Regions from separate parts of the Mus musculus genome. Here region 2 is linked to region 1. The links are chromatin contacts, called in public Hi-C maps. All regions are on one chromosome and are shown on one strand. The core of a region is the stretch at or near the end of the contact, and the rest is flanking DNA. Distances in the headings are between cores, read along the strand shown. Region 1 overlaps Cdh4 (cadherin 4). Region 2 overlaps Cdh4 (cadherin 4).

Region 1 (5,595 bases), core at 2,576-5,075:
ATAATCAGGATGCACAGACACATTAAACCACCATTCCCGACCCTTGTGCACACAAACTCAGCTATCTGCTGTCCGCTGTACACAGCCTTCAGTCAGGGGTGACGTCAGCCCTGGTGAAAGCAAACATAATTATGCAGATGGTCCACACAGGGATATGCCGACTGAAGCCCTAGGGAATGTCTAAGTGAACTAAATCTCACCAGTGAGAAAGGTGAGGCGAACTGTTAGCACTTAGAAAAACTAACTAAATACCACTTATTTGTGAATTACCACCACCAAAGGCCTGTAATTATTATTATTACCTTTAAGGATGGAAATAAATCTTTCGATGGGAGGTAAACACTACCTGTGGGCGACCTTTCTTCTCGATGCTAAAGTCTAGTTTTCCTAGAGGTGAAGGTGTTGGCTACTTTTCTGTCTTATGAGAAACTCAGTGGTTAGTACCCTCCCACCCCTCCTCCAGTAGATGTTCAACACAGCACTCTCAAAAAGGATAAAGTATGTATTAGCAATGCTTCCTGGATAGTATTATGATAGTTTTGTTAACGGCGTCAGTCATCGTGGGCCCAGGCTCCCAGGACAAACTTCAGCTATACACTCCAGAGTGCACTTCATCTACAGCACGCCGATCTAAGTGCACGCAGATGTCCTCAATCAGAAAGTGCAGACAGCAGCGATGCACTCTGGGCAGGCATCGTTAGCTCTGTGCCCGACTTCGAGATAAACACTAGGAATTGACCAGTGAACAAAACTCCAGCTTCATGGAGAGTGCAAAAATCCAGAAACGTGAATGTGAGCAACTGAACTGTGAGAGGTCAGAGGTCGGAGAGCGTGTCTGCTCAGAGCTCAGATGGACACGGTCAGGCCAAGCATCATGGAGCAAGGACTGTGGAAGAAGAGCCTGCTGTTTAGGCAAAGTGCAGGAGAGCGGTGCCCCCATTACCACAAACCTCTGGAACAGGAAGTGCTTGAAACTATTAAAGAAGCCAGAGAAGAGATGCTGAGGTCCACCCAGTGACCACTTGTAGGTAAGTCCCCCAGTGTAGCAATGGGGCCAGCAGTGAGTAGATCACTCAGGACCACATGGAAGAGTTCTGTTCTAAACGTGACCCAGAGCCATCGATGGGTTGGAAATAAAGAGCTGACATGATCTCATTTTTGTAAAAAGTATTGATTGGCAAGCAGCTACAAGCAGGGGAATGGACAGAGAGAGGCGTGGAGAAGCAGCGTGGAAACTGGGCTAACTCAGACTGTACAGTCAGGGAACGTGCAGCTCTTGAGGGAGCCGCCACTGATGATGCCCTGACTCTGCTTCCCTGTCATGAGTCTCATGCTACTGTGCGTAGACAATGGCCTTGACAGATCCATGGCTTCCCTGAGCCTGCGCCTCAGCCAGGCCATGCCTCTGTACCTCATCAAGACAGATAGCAGCGACAAGTACTTCCAGAAGTCCTGCCTGGATGGCCCAGACCTGGAAATACCTACTGGGTCTGAGGCCTGGAGGCCTAGAACGGTCACAGAAGCCATTAGAAGCTGGTGTTTCTTTGCTTGCAAATTTGTCACAGAGACAGGCACAACCTGTAAATCCTCCCTCAGTTTTCAGACACCCAGCCTTCCAAAGCTAAGTCTAAGCTCTGGTCCCCAACACAAGCATGACCCAAAGCTGCTCTCTCTCCCTGCGGGACATCTCTCATGTGATCAACACTGAACCGCACATCTCCTGTTCCTAGTGCAGGTGACAATATCAGTCACAGTCCTTAAAGCAAGTCCATGGCGACTTATAAATCGTGACCTGAATATGTCACTTCAGAGTCACAACAATGAAGTTCACAGAGCCTGCGAGAGGGAGACTTGGGAAACAGAAGTTAGAAAGAAAGCACAAAGGAGTTAGACTAGACTCTACTTATACTAGGCCCCATCTTATAGATGAAGGCTTTAAACTGGGAAGCCAAGAGGGGCCAGACGCGGTTGGACCCTGCTTACTGCCGTGTGGCCAGCTTTTGGATGCCAAAAGAAGAGTCCACCACCAGCATCTGGAGCTGGTCCTTACAGCTGAGACAAACACTAGAGGCAGGCAAGCTCTACAAATCAAGGGTTGCAGACGGCTCTCAAGTCAAGCTGACTCCTCCGTCCTCCCCATGATGCCTTGCTTCTCCTTCTACCCATGATGCGTTGCCAGCGGCCTGGGGTCCTTCTGTAATCTCCTCCTCCCCATGATGCCTTGCCAGTGGCCTGGGTCCCACCTTTAATCTCCTCCTACCCATGATGCCTTGCCAGCGGCCTAAGTTCCATCTGTAATCTCTGCCTACCCATGATGCCTTGCCAGCGGCCTGGGTCCCATCTGTAACTTCCACACAGCTTCACCGAGCTCCCTTCCACCCTGTGGCAGGAATCTCCTGCTGGACAACTGGCGGACAGGATCAGAGTTTACCTTCTTATTTTGTTACACAATATGCTTGCTGGGTTAACTGAGGGTGGTGATGGTGGCTGTACTGTCTGTATCTGTTGTCTGTGGTCCCCTGAGGATGTCAGAAGGAGATGACTGTGGCCCAGCCATCTGCAGTGAGGGGCATTCCGGACTGGGGTGTTTCCTGTTTCAGTCTGACATCATGCCACATCAAAATGCAGCCGAGGGACAGGAGCCCACTTCATGGTGATAAGCTTAAATCATGTGGCCTCCTGGCAGCCTGGGCCATGTTTTGGTCATGTGCTTTTAGTAATGTCTGCTGGTGTTAACCCTCCTTGGGAGGCCACAATCCTATAGCAGGTGGGCCACATGGCTGCAACGTCCTGAGTGAGCTCCTCTCCAGAAGCAGGGGTGGTATTATCTTGTCCTGTGGTGCACTACCTGTGATGCCCACAGTGTGGGGGTATCACACAGACATGGGACTCTATCCTTGGACCCTCCCTACCTTTAGAAAACAGGTCCTGCCTCCCAAGTCACAATCAGCCAGGATAGGGTGCTATGTACTTGGGACTTCTAGATCTCCCAAATTCAAACAGTAGTTATTTTCACTTCTGCATATATGCTCACGTCTGTGTTTGCATGTATGAGTCTGTGTGCCTATGTGCCCATGTATATCATGTGTGCATGTTCAGGCATGTGTCTATATGCATATAGCTCTTTCCCTGTTAGATGATTTCATGTTATCTCATTTTGAAGTAGAGAGATATAAAACATACGTGACATGCTTGCCGACTACCCTCCTAGCCTGATGTTTTTGTGGCTGTTTATGCTCCATGTTTCTGGAATCCTCACTGTTACCTGAGATTTAGGAGATCTTGGATGCTCGAGAAAGGGAGGCAGCGAGAAAACAGAGAATTAAGATGTTGCCTTTGGAAAGACAAACAGGTGCCTCCTGAAGAGCCTGAGGTCAGACCTTGTTAGCAGCAGGGACCCCGGCATGCAGGGGAGATGTATGCTGGCCTAGTCAAGCTACCCCTCTGTTCCTATATCTGCTGGACACAGAGGACAGGCCGGTGGTGACCCTTCCACCTCCTCACTGCCTCCCCGACCCCTGCCAGCCTCTTGCTCTGTTTTGTAAACTGAAAGGAAGCTGCTGTGCAGTGAACCCTGGTCAAACACCGGCTCGGCCTTGTGGACACCAAGCTGCCACTTTGTAGCATTCTCGAGTAACCAAATTTGCTTTTCCTTTTTTTCTTTTCTTTCTTTCTTCTTCTTCTTCTTTTTTTTTTTTTTTTTTTTTTTTTAGCCCACACCTGCAGCTTGGAGCTGACACAGAAGTTAACCACCCCAGTACATTGGAATCAGAAAATGTTGTTCTAACAAAATGTTTCAGGCTGGATCAGCTCCAACTCCTTGAAGAAGCTTTTCTTCCGTTATCCAATTCATCTCCTTACTGAAGTGCTTGGCAGAATCTTCCAGCGCCGTTGGGCTCTGTGACTCTATTTGGAATGCGTGGGATTCTGGGAAATGGATGAGTGGTGGTACCTGGGGAGGCTGGGGCCGTGTCTGTAGCCCTCTATACCTCATCCAGAAAGAGAGCTGCTACCACGGTGAGGAGAAGCCCTGGGGACAGTAACACAGGACGGCCGGTGCGTGGAGCTAGATGGGCATCTCAGGAAGCAGGGAGGCTCCTGGGTGAGGTAGCCCCTCCTCCCAGAGGCCTGGTGTCCCCAGACACCAGCCTGTACAAGGTCTGCTCTTTCCCTCTGGTCACAGGAGCACACAGAGATGGCAGTCCCTGAACAGCAGCAGCAGAGGCCAGCGCCTTTAGCCTTCAGGAGTGAGAGCGGTTACTAAGTGATTCCTCTGAAGTCTCCCAGCCTGTGGCATTCTGTTACTGCATCCTGACAGAATGTACAGGAAGGGCTCTGTTTGTATAACGAGAGAAACAAACAAACAGAAATCCCTAGGGCGCATCCATCTTGCAAATCTATTTATATATGGATTGAGTTTTGTTTTTTTTAAAACCAAACATGGGGACTGGGGTGCAGTTCAGTGGGAGAGCATTTGATAAGGGTGTCTGACGCTCTGGGCTTGGTTCCCAACCTGCACGAACATGCACATGTGTACATGCGCTCATGCACACAGACACATGTACATGCACACACACACACACACACATGCGTACACACATGCAAATGTGTATGCATACAACACATACACATATACACACACATGTGTGCACACCTCTTATTCTGTTAGTTAGTTTATATATGTTCATTCACATTTAAAGATAATATATGCTCAGTGACATGCCTACTGGTACATGGTTGTAATGTGATTCAGAGTCCCTCAGGAAGGCAGCACCCAGGAGCTCCTGGAACTGTCCATGCCTCTGACACATCAGTGGTTTGAGCTATAGGTGAGCAGGACAAGGTAGCCTGGGACTCTTCTGCACAGGGTAATTCATGTAATGGTGGACTCTCAAAGACCATGCTTCTGTTCTTAAAGCCTCTGTGCAAAGTCACTAGGATACCCCTGGCTGAAAATCTTGATTTCTTCCTGACAGGCAACTGATGAAGTCTTAGCCACACTGGTTCACACTGACATGTGACATCACTGCCCCTGAACCTATCTCCCCATTAGCCTTGAAGGAGAGTTGGGGCCTGGTGGCTGTCTGTCTGCCATCCACCCTTCCCTGTCACTTTGGGGTACTTGACTGACTCCTGGTGAATCCTGAGTCCATAGACTGAGTAAGTGGTTGCTCTATTTCTGCACATCTGGAGTCTGGAATTCCTTTCTCTTACGATGCTCACTGCAGGGGTCCCTTCCTGAATGAGCACCTCCCTGGCTCCCAGTAAACAGCGGGTATGGGAGGCTGGTCTCTGCCTTGCTGCCTGACCTAGCTGCTTTTGTCTCTGTGTAGAGTGTTTCAGAACCTCACAGAGGAGCAGGGACAGAGGGAAGAGTAGCAGCTGTTGAAATTAGCTTCTGGCACCGCTCAGGGCAGCTGCATTCACAGGCAGTGAGGGGGCCTGGGCAACCTTGGCACCTCTGCACTCTGGTGACCTTCAGTCTCTCCTATCCTGGTGCTTAGCTAGTCCACAGTGACACCCATCATCCAAAGCTTTCCTTTATCACAGAGTTGAGAGCAGAGCTGTTGAGAGCTAGGAAAGCCCAAAAAGTGA
Region 2 (5,897 bases), core at 3,379-5,878, 150 kb before region 1:
TTGACCAGTTTCCCTGCCTGCTGATGCGAACCACAAGGGGCTAGCCCCTCTCCACTGAGGACCAAGGTAGAAAGGGACCCTTGCTTCAAGGGCACATATGCCCATAGCCAAGGCCCAGCTGGGCATCTCCCAGTCAGGTACCCACTGCACAGTCATACACGCCTCTTCAAATGATATGGTAGCCTGATTGGTCAGCTCCTCCAGACTTAACAAAGGCCCCAGCAATGTATCAGCCATCACTTAATCTTGGGGCACACCACACCCCTAATTTCCTAGGGCTTTCTCCACAGGTGTGTCTGGGCCCTTCCTTCCCACTAGAAGTAGCCGGCATGGTGTCCCTCTCCTTATGAGGCACCTGTGCTTCGACAGTCATTACCCACAATCCATTCAGCTCTTCTCCCCACTGAGAGAGAAGGAAGTGCCTGTGAATTACAGCTCAGGGCTGGCATCTCTGCGAGAACCTGAGGTACTCACTGTGCTTGTGGTGAATTCCGGAGGGTTGTCATTTACGTCTGTCACCGTGATGATGGCAGTGGCTGTGTTCGAGAGACCATAATTAAGGTTTCCTTCCATGTCAGTGGCCTGGACGATGACGGTGTACTGCTGGACTTTCTGGAGGGGAAAGACAGCGTGTTCAGACTCAGCTCAGTAGATGAGGAATACAGGCTTCCTCAGTGGGTTCCATCCTGGCACAGGCTGCTTGGGACTCCCTGGAGGTGTGGGAGCCTGGTGGTAGGGGGCTGTGGCAGAAGGAGGCTGGCCATGTCTGCTTCTCATCAGCTTTCAGTGGGTGCATTCACTTCTGGTGTTAAGAAAGGGCAGGTCAGGGTTCAGAGGGACCTGCACAGTCTTCAGTATGACAGGGAAGACAGCCTGCAAGGTGCCAGGCTAAGGGATGACACTGTTAGGGTAAAGCTGAACTGCCAGCTAGAGCAAGAGTCAGGGAGCAAAAGCAAGTCACAGCAGTTTGGGTTCACAAGCTCCACAGTGAAGGGGCAGTGAGCACCTGCACGCAGGTGTGCTCTGCGAAAGGCAAGCCAAGAATAATGACATGCTGTATCAGGCACTGCCGGAGTCACGTGACCCTCCCTGCTCACTGCCCACACCAGAGAGTCACGTGGCCCCTGTGCTCACTGCTCACTAAGAGGCAGAGGCACTAGAATTAGGTGCCTTTCTTGACCAAAGGCAGCATGCTGTGGGAGTGACAGCCTCTGACCAGCAGGGGGCAGCTCTGTGGGGACCCTGCCCACTTCTCACTGGCACTGCTGGGGGACAGGGTAGAAAGGACCCCTCTGGGATGTCCTCTAGAGGACTTAAATCTCTACTCCTGTTCTCCTGAGAGGTTTGGAAAGGCCAGTTCTTACCTCACACATGACTCAGGGAAGTGTGTGTGAGTTCCAGACATTGGCTCCAGGAATATCATAAGCAGTGGGTGGGTCACAAGATTCCTCTCTTCATCTGTCATCCCTTCATCTACCCATGCCTCCCTCCACCCACACATGCATCCCTCCACCCACCCATGCATACCTCCATCTACTCAGTATCCATCTCTCTAATGTATGTTTATATACGAACACATGTGCGTGCATGTGAATGTGTGCACACGAATGCCTGTTAGAATGTATGTACACCTGTGTGCATGTATATCTATATATTCATATGTGTGTACATACCTGTAGGTCTCTGTTCATGTATGTAGTGTACATGTGTGTGTACAGCAGCCTGCCACTAGAGGGTGAGCTGGGCTTGCTTCTGGACAGCAGGACCCTGGAAAGGAAGCTAGTCCAGCACGTTGAGAAAAATACTGCAGGAACCCAGAAGAAGCCTGGCTTATCATGGCTGGGGCAGGCCAGCCATGCTTTAGAGTCTACTACCCGCCTCTGAGCCCTTGTGGACCTGAGTTTGGCAGTCTCTACCCCTGTGTATCCATCCCTCCATAGAGACAGAAGAAGGTGTGGGGCACAGTGGGCGTACTATGTTCAGGGTCACCCCTATTGGTCAACTGCTTTCCTGTGGCCCCCTCTTCCCTAGCTCCCGTTAGGTATGGAGAGCAGGGCAGGGGCTCCTGGATCTGGCCCCAGGATCAGCAGTGGAGTTGCAATGAATTCATTAAAAAGCGATTCGACCATTTTCAAGTTAGAGAGTCGAAAGATAACTAGAACGGCCATCCCTGGGGCTTTCATTCACACCCCTGCAGCCCAGCATGCAGATTCTGCAGAACAGCCATCAATAATGTATCAGTCAGCCTGCCCTAGAAAGTAGCAAAGATTCCACAGCATGTCTCTGTAGGCAGCATCCCTTGCCAGCCTGGACTGCTGTCCAGCTAGCTGCACTCTCCAGGTCAGGCTGAGCCCATGGCTGGGAGCTCCCAACTTCCCCTCAGGTACTGCCCCAGTACTGAGACTGCCTTACCCGTAGGGCTGCATGCAAACCTCCTACTCACTCTGGGCTCTCTGATCCTAGCAGGTGGTCAGTATGGGGGAATATAAATTGAGGCTGAGAGCCAAGACATATGAACCCCTGGATCCCTCCATCATCCACTGAGGCCAAAGCCACTGCTGGCCATTCAGAGAGGGTCTCTGGATCTTCTCAGGCTCGGGGCTGTTCTGTGCCAGCTTCCCATGGTTTCCCAGAAGTCACTACTTTTGGACTTTCCTACTGGTCACTGTTGGAACCTTGCTGCCCCACCCCTGACACTGAGAAGTGGAGTAGCTGAGCCTGTTCTTTTGTTGTTCAGCATCTGGAGACTGCTCTGTGCCTGAGAGTGAGGTGAGGGGGTTTGCAGGACCAGCTGTGGGGCAGAGGGGCACAAGGGCACTGTGGAAACTGAAAAGTTAGACCTAAAGTTGGCTTGCAACCCAGAAACCCCACTCTTGGGTGTAGATCCAAAGGCCAAAAACAGGTGTCTACACAAACGGTGCCCACCAGTGAGCACACAGCACCATCCAAGAAGGCAAGTAGCCCATGACAGGTATTTGAAACATCAGTGTGTCCACATGATGGAGTATCACTCAGCCATGAAAAGGAATAGCATTTTCATACCTGCTATGCCCAGACGAACCTCAGAGCCATTATGTCAGATGAGAAGAGTCAGGCCCAGAAAAATCACAATGATGTCCTTATAAAGGCAGCATGTCCACAGACAGAGGCTATCTATGGGGGTAAATGGGGTGGCACCAGCACTGTAGGACTCCTCCCTGGGGTGATGAAAGTGCCCAGGAGTGAGGTAGGTGTAACCCTGGGTGAACTGAGTACAGTATGTAGGTGAATTTCACAGTGTGTGTACCACAGCTTAAGGTGCTGGCACTAGACTGTCCCTGAGAAAACACAGCTCTCCTCAGTGGGCTGCGTGCCTTCCTTCCCCTGTACCGCTGCTGCCTGTGGAAACCATTGCAGGCTGCAAGCCTTGGCTTTGGGACATTGTGGAAAGGGCTGTACAACACTGCTCTCATTAGCCACTCTATCTCCGGGAGCCCAAGGGGACTGTGTGCTCACTGTTCTCCATGGTTGCTGGGCTGCTGGGAGATACAGTTGGAGTTCCCAGGGTTCCATAGGGCCTCAGCAGGCTGAACCCCATCACAGAGCATTCCTGCCTGTCCGAAGGTTGCTCTATTCTTCTGCACCCAGTGTCAGGATAAGGTGATGCAAGCATGCACAGACCACTGGGCCCCAGCAGCGGTGTCCCACGGTGTGGCAGAGTGCTCTGCCATGTCCCACTGCTGAGACTTCCCTTGCCTGAGGTTGAGTAGGGGAGATGTGCCCACCTCACCGGATGCCCAGGTGGACGCTTGATGATGACCCAGCACCAAGAAGTTATCTAAGTGCAGAGCCAAGGCTGCCAGCAGAGCTCCTATAAAGGTGGTCACAGAAGGCCTGTGTCTTGGGCAAACCTCCACTCACTATCCTAGTCCCTGAGATTCGGGCTTCCCGAGCATCCTCACTGGAGACTATGGCTCAGTGGTTTGACACGTGTACTGCCCTTTCAGAGGACCTGAGTATGATTCTTCCAGTTTGATTATCTCATCTGGCCAATGTGTGCTTGTACTCACTTTGGGTTCTTTCTCTCTCTCTGTTTCTCTCTGTCTCTTTCTCTGTCTCTCTGTCTCTGTTCTCTTTCTCTGTCTCCCTGTCTCTTTCTCTGTCTCTCGGTCTCTGTCTTTTTTTCTCTCTCTCTCTTACACACACACACACACACACACACACACACACACACACACATATACACACACACACACAAAACCACATAATTAAAAAAAAAACAATAAAAATAAATCTTTAAACTCCGTCCTGCCTGAAGCTTCTAGTTGCTGAGCCAAAGGATGTATTTCTTGCTCAAACTTTAGCATTGCTTGCTGCGGGCCTGGGGTGGCTAGGGTGGTGATGCCACTGTCTGGGGGTGGTGGGGGTGGTGGTGGTGGTGGTGGTGGTAGTGAGCTACAGAACCACTCAGGGGCTCCTACTGCCTAGACCTGCCACCTGCTCCTGGTGCTGCCTTTATGACACATGAGTGGGCTTCCCTCCTATTTCTTTCCAGCCAGCAGCTCTTTCTGCTGCATCAAGCAGAAGAGAATGCAGCTCCTCTCAGTGGGGTGCACACAGCCCCTCCTCTCTACTGCTGCTGCCTGTGGGGAGCCAGCAGCCTAGCAAGCCTCAGGCTTGGCACAGGGTGGAGTCAGCTGCTCTGCTCTGCTCTCAGCCATGCTGCCTGTCTACCGCTCTTCTTCATGAAGAACCACCCATCACAACGGAAGGAGCCTGGAGTGTCAGAAATGTCCCTGCTTGAAGCAGGGAGGGCTGAGGAATCCAGGCTCCTTCTCAGCCCTTTCTGGCAACCCCTCTGGCTCTCACATGCTTCCCCGGGGATGCTGACTCAAACCACAGGCTGCATACTGCCCCCTTTCACTTTCCTCTTGTCCTCCTGGAGGGTGTGGATTACCCACCCTTGGGGTTCCTATCTTTCCAAGGTTGACTCTAGGACAGCTCATTCCAAATGAGGATCATTGACATCTGTGGGCAGATCACGCTCTGTTGCTGAATATCCAATGCTCTATGTGGGCACTGGGCAGTATCCATAGACTCTGCCCATGGGTGCTAGGAGCCAATCACAGATACCAGCAGTGTAGTAGTGTCCCAAGGGGGACATTGTTTGAGATGCAGGGCTCCGAGGAAGGAAGCAGGCAATAAATAAGGGAAAACAGTCACTTCAGATAATGGCACGTTCTGTGCACATGGATAGAGCATGTGGTAGGCATGGAGTGCTAACTGAATTTACCATCTCCTCTTAATATGCTTGGAGAGGTCTATGGCCGGCAGAGGGAATGGTTTGTACTAAGGCCTTGGGGGAGGTAATGTGCACATGTGTGTGCACGCACCTGCAAGAGTGTGTGGTGTGTGTGTGTGCACACACGTGTGCGCACATGCACACAGAGGTTGTAGACACTTGGGCTCAGGCAGTTCCTGGCCTCCCAGTCCCTCCAGAGAAGCATGCAGGGAGGTGAGAGCCTGTGCTGTGGAAGGATCTAGAGGATTTGTGTACAAAGCCTCCTGGTTAAACACTGACAAAGTTTAGAGATAACCAACAGATACAGTTTCCATCTGTGGCTGTGGTTGTTGTCTCTGGCTGCCTGTCTGAGACCTCAGATCTGAACAAGTGGTGCTGTGAAGTCTTTACATGGAAGGAGAAGGCTCTGCTGCAACAGGTGATGTGGACTGTCTGGGGATGCTCTGGCTACTCTGCATCCTACGTCTGATGAATGCCACAGGGAATCAAGGAAAGGTCTCAGTGTCCGGACCGATGGAGTAACCCTGTATGTGTCGGCACAACTTACCACGCAGGCACATAGCCACACACACCTCCCTGTACCCATCTACAGGGTTGGACTTGGCTTGTGGGCTGT

The links. Hi-C and Micro-C count contacts between places; a contact is called where the count stands out from the background.
Region 2: a contact with region 1 is called in a Hi-C map of cortical neurons, with 2.2 times the contacts expected there. The contact joins two enhancer-like sites. A contact is called at or near these places in 26 of 484 Hi-C or Micro-C datasets (Sertoli cells, cerebellar granule neurons, cerebellum and 11 more) and 3 of 115 datasets of contacts at active chromatin or transcription factors (astrocytes, embryonic stem cells and oligodendrocyte precursor cells).

Annotation. Positions count from the first base shown.
Region 1 is chr2:179,720,226-179,725,820 of GRCm38.p6, reverse strand. All of the region lies in intron 2 of Cdh4 (cadherin 4), which reads right to left. Among named protein-coding and RNA genes, the nearest start is that of Gm36066, 81 kb to the left of the region's middle. Within about 2 kb of position 3,825, at least 20 of the 459 cell types and tissues checked have an H3K27ac peak or open chromatin away from gene starts, as enhancers often do. A contact at or near this core is called in cortical neurons, where this site is marked.
Region 2 is chr2:179,868,787-179,874,683 of GRCm38.p6, reverse strand. It overlaps Cdh4 (cadherin 4), which reads right to left. Exons shown (of 16, transcript NM_009867.3): 8 at 475-612. Among named protein-coding and RNA genes, the nearest start is that of Gm36066, 68 kb to the right of the region's middle. Within about 2 kb of position 4,628, at least 43 of the 459 cell types and tissues checked have an H3K27ac peak or open chromatin away from gene starts, as enhancers often do. A contact at or near this core is called in cortical neurons, where this site is marked.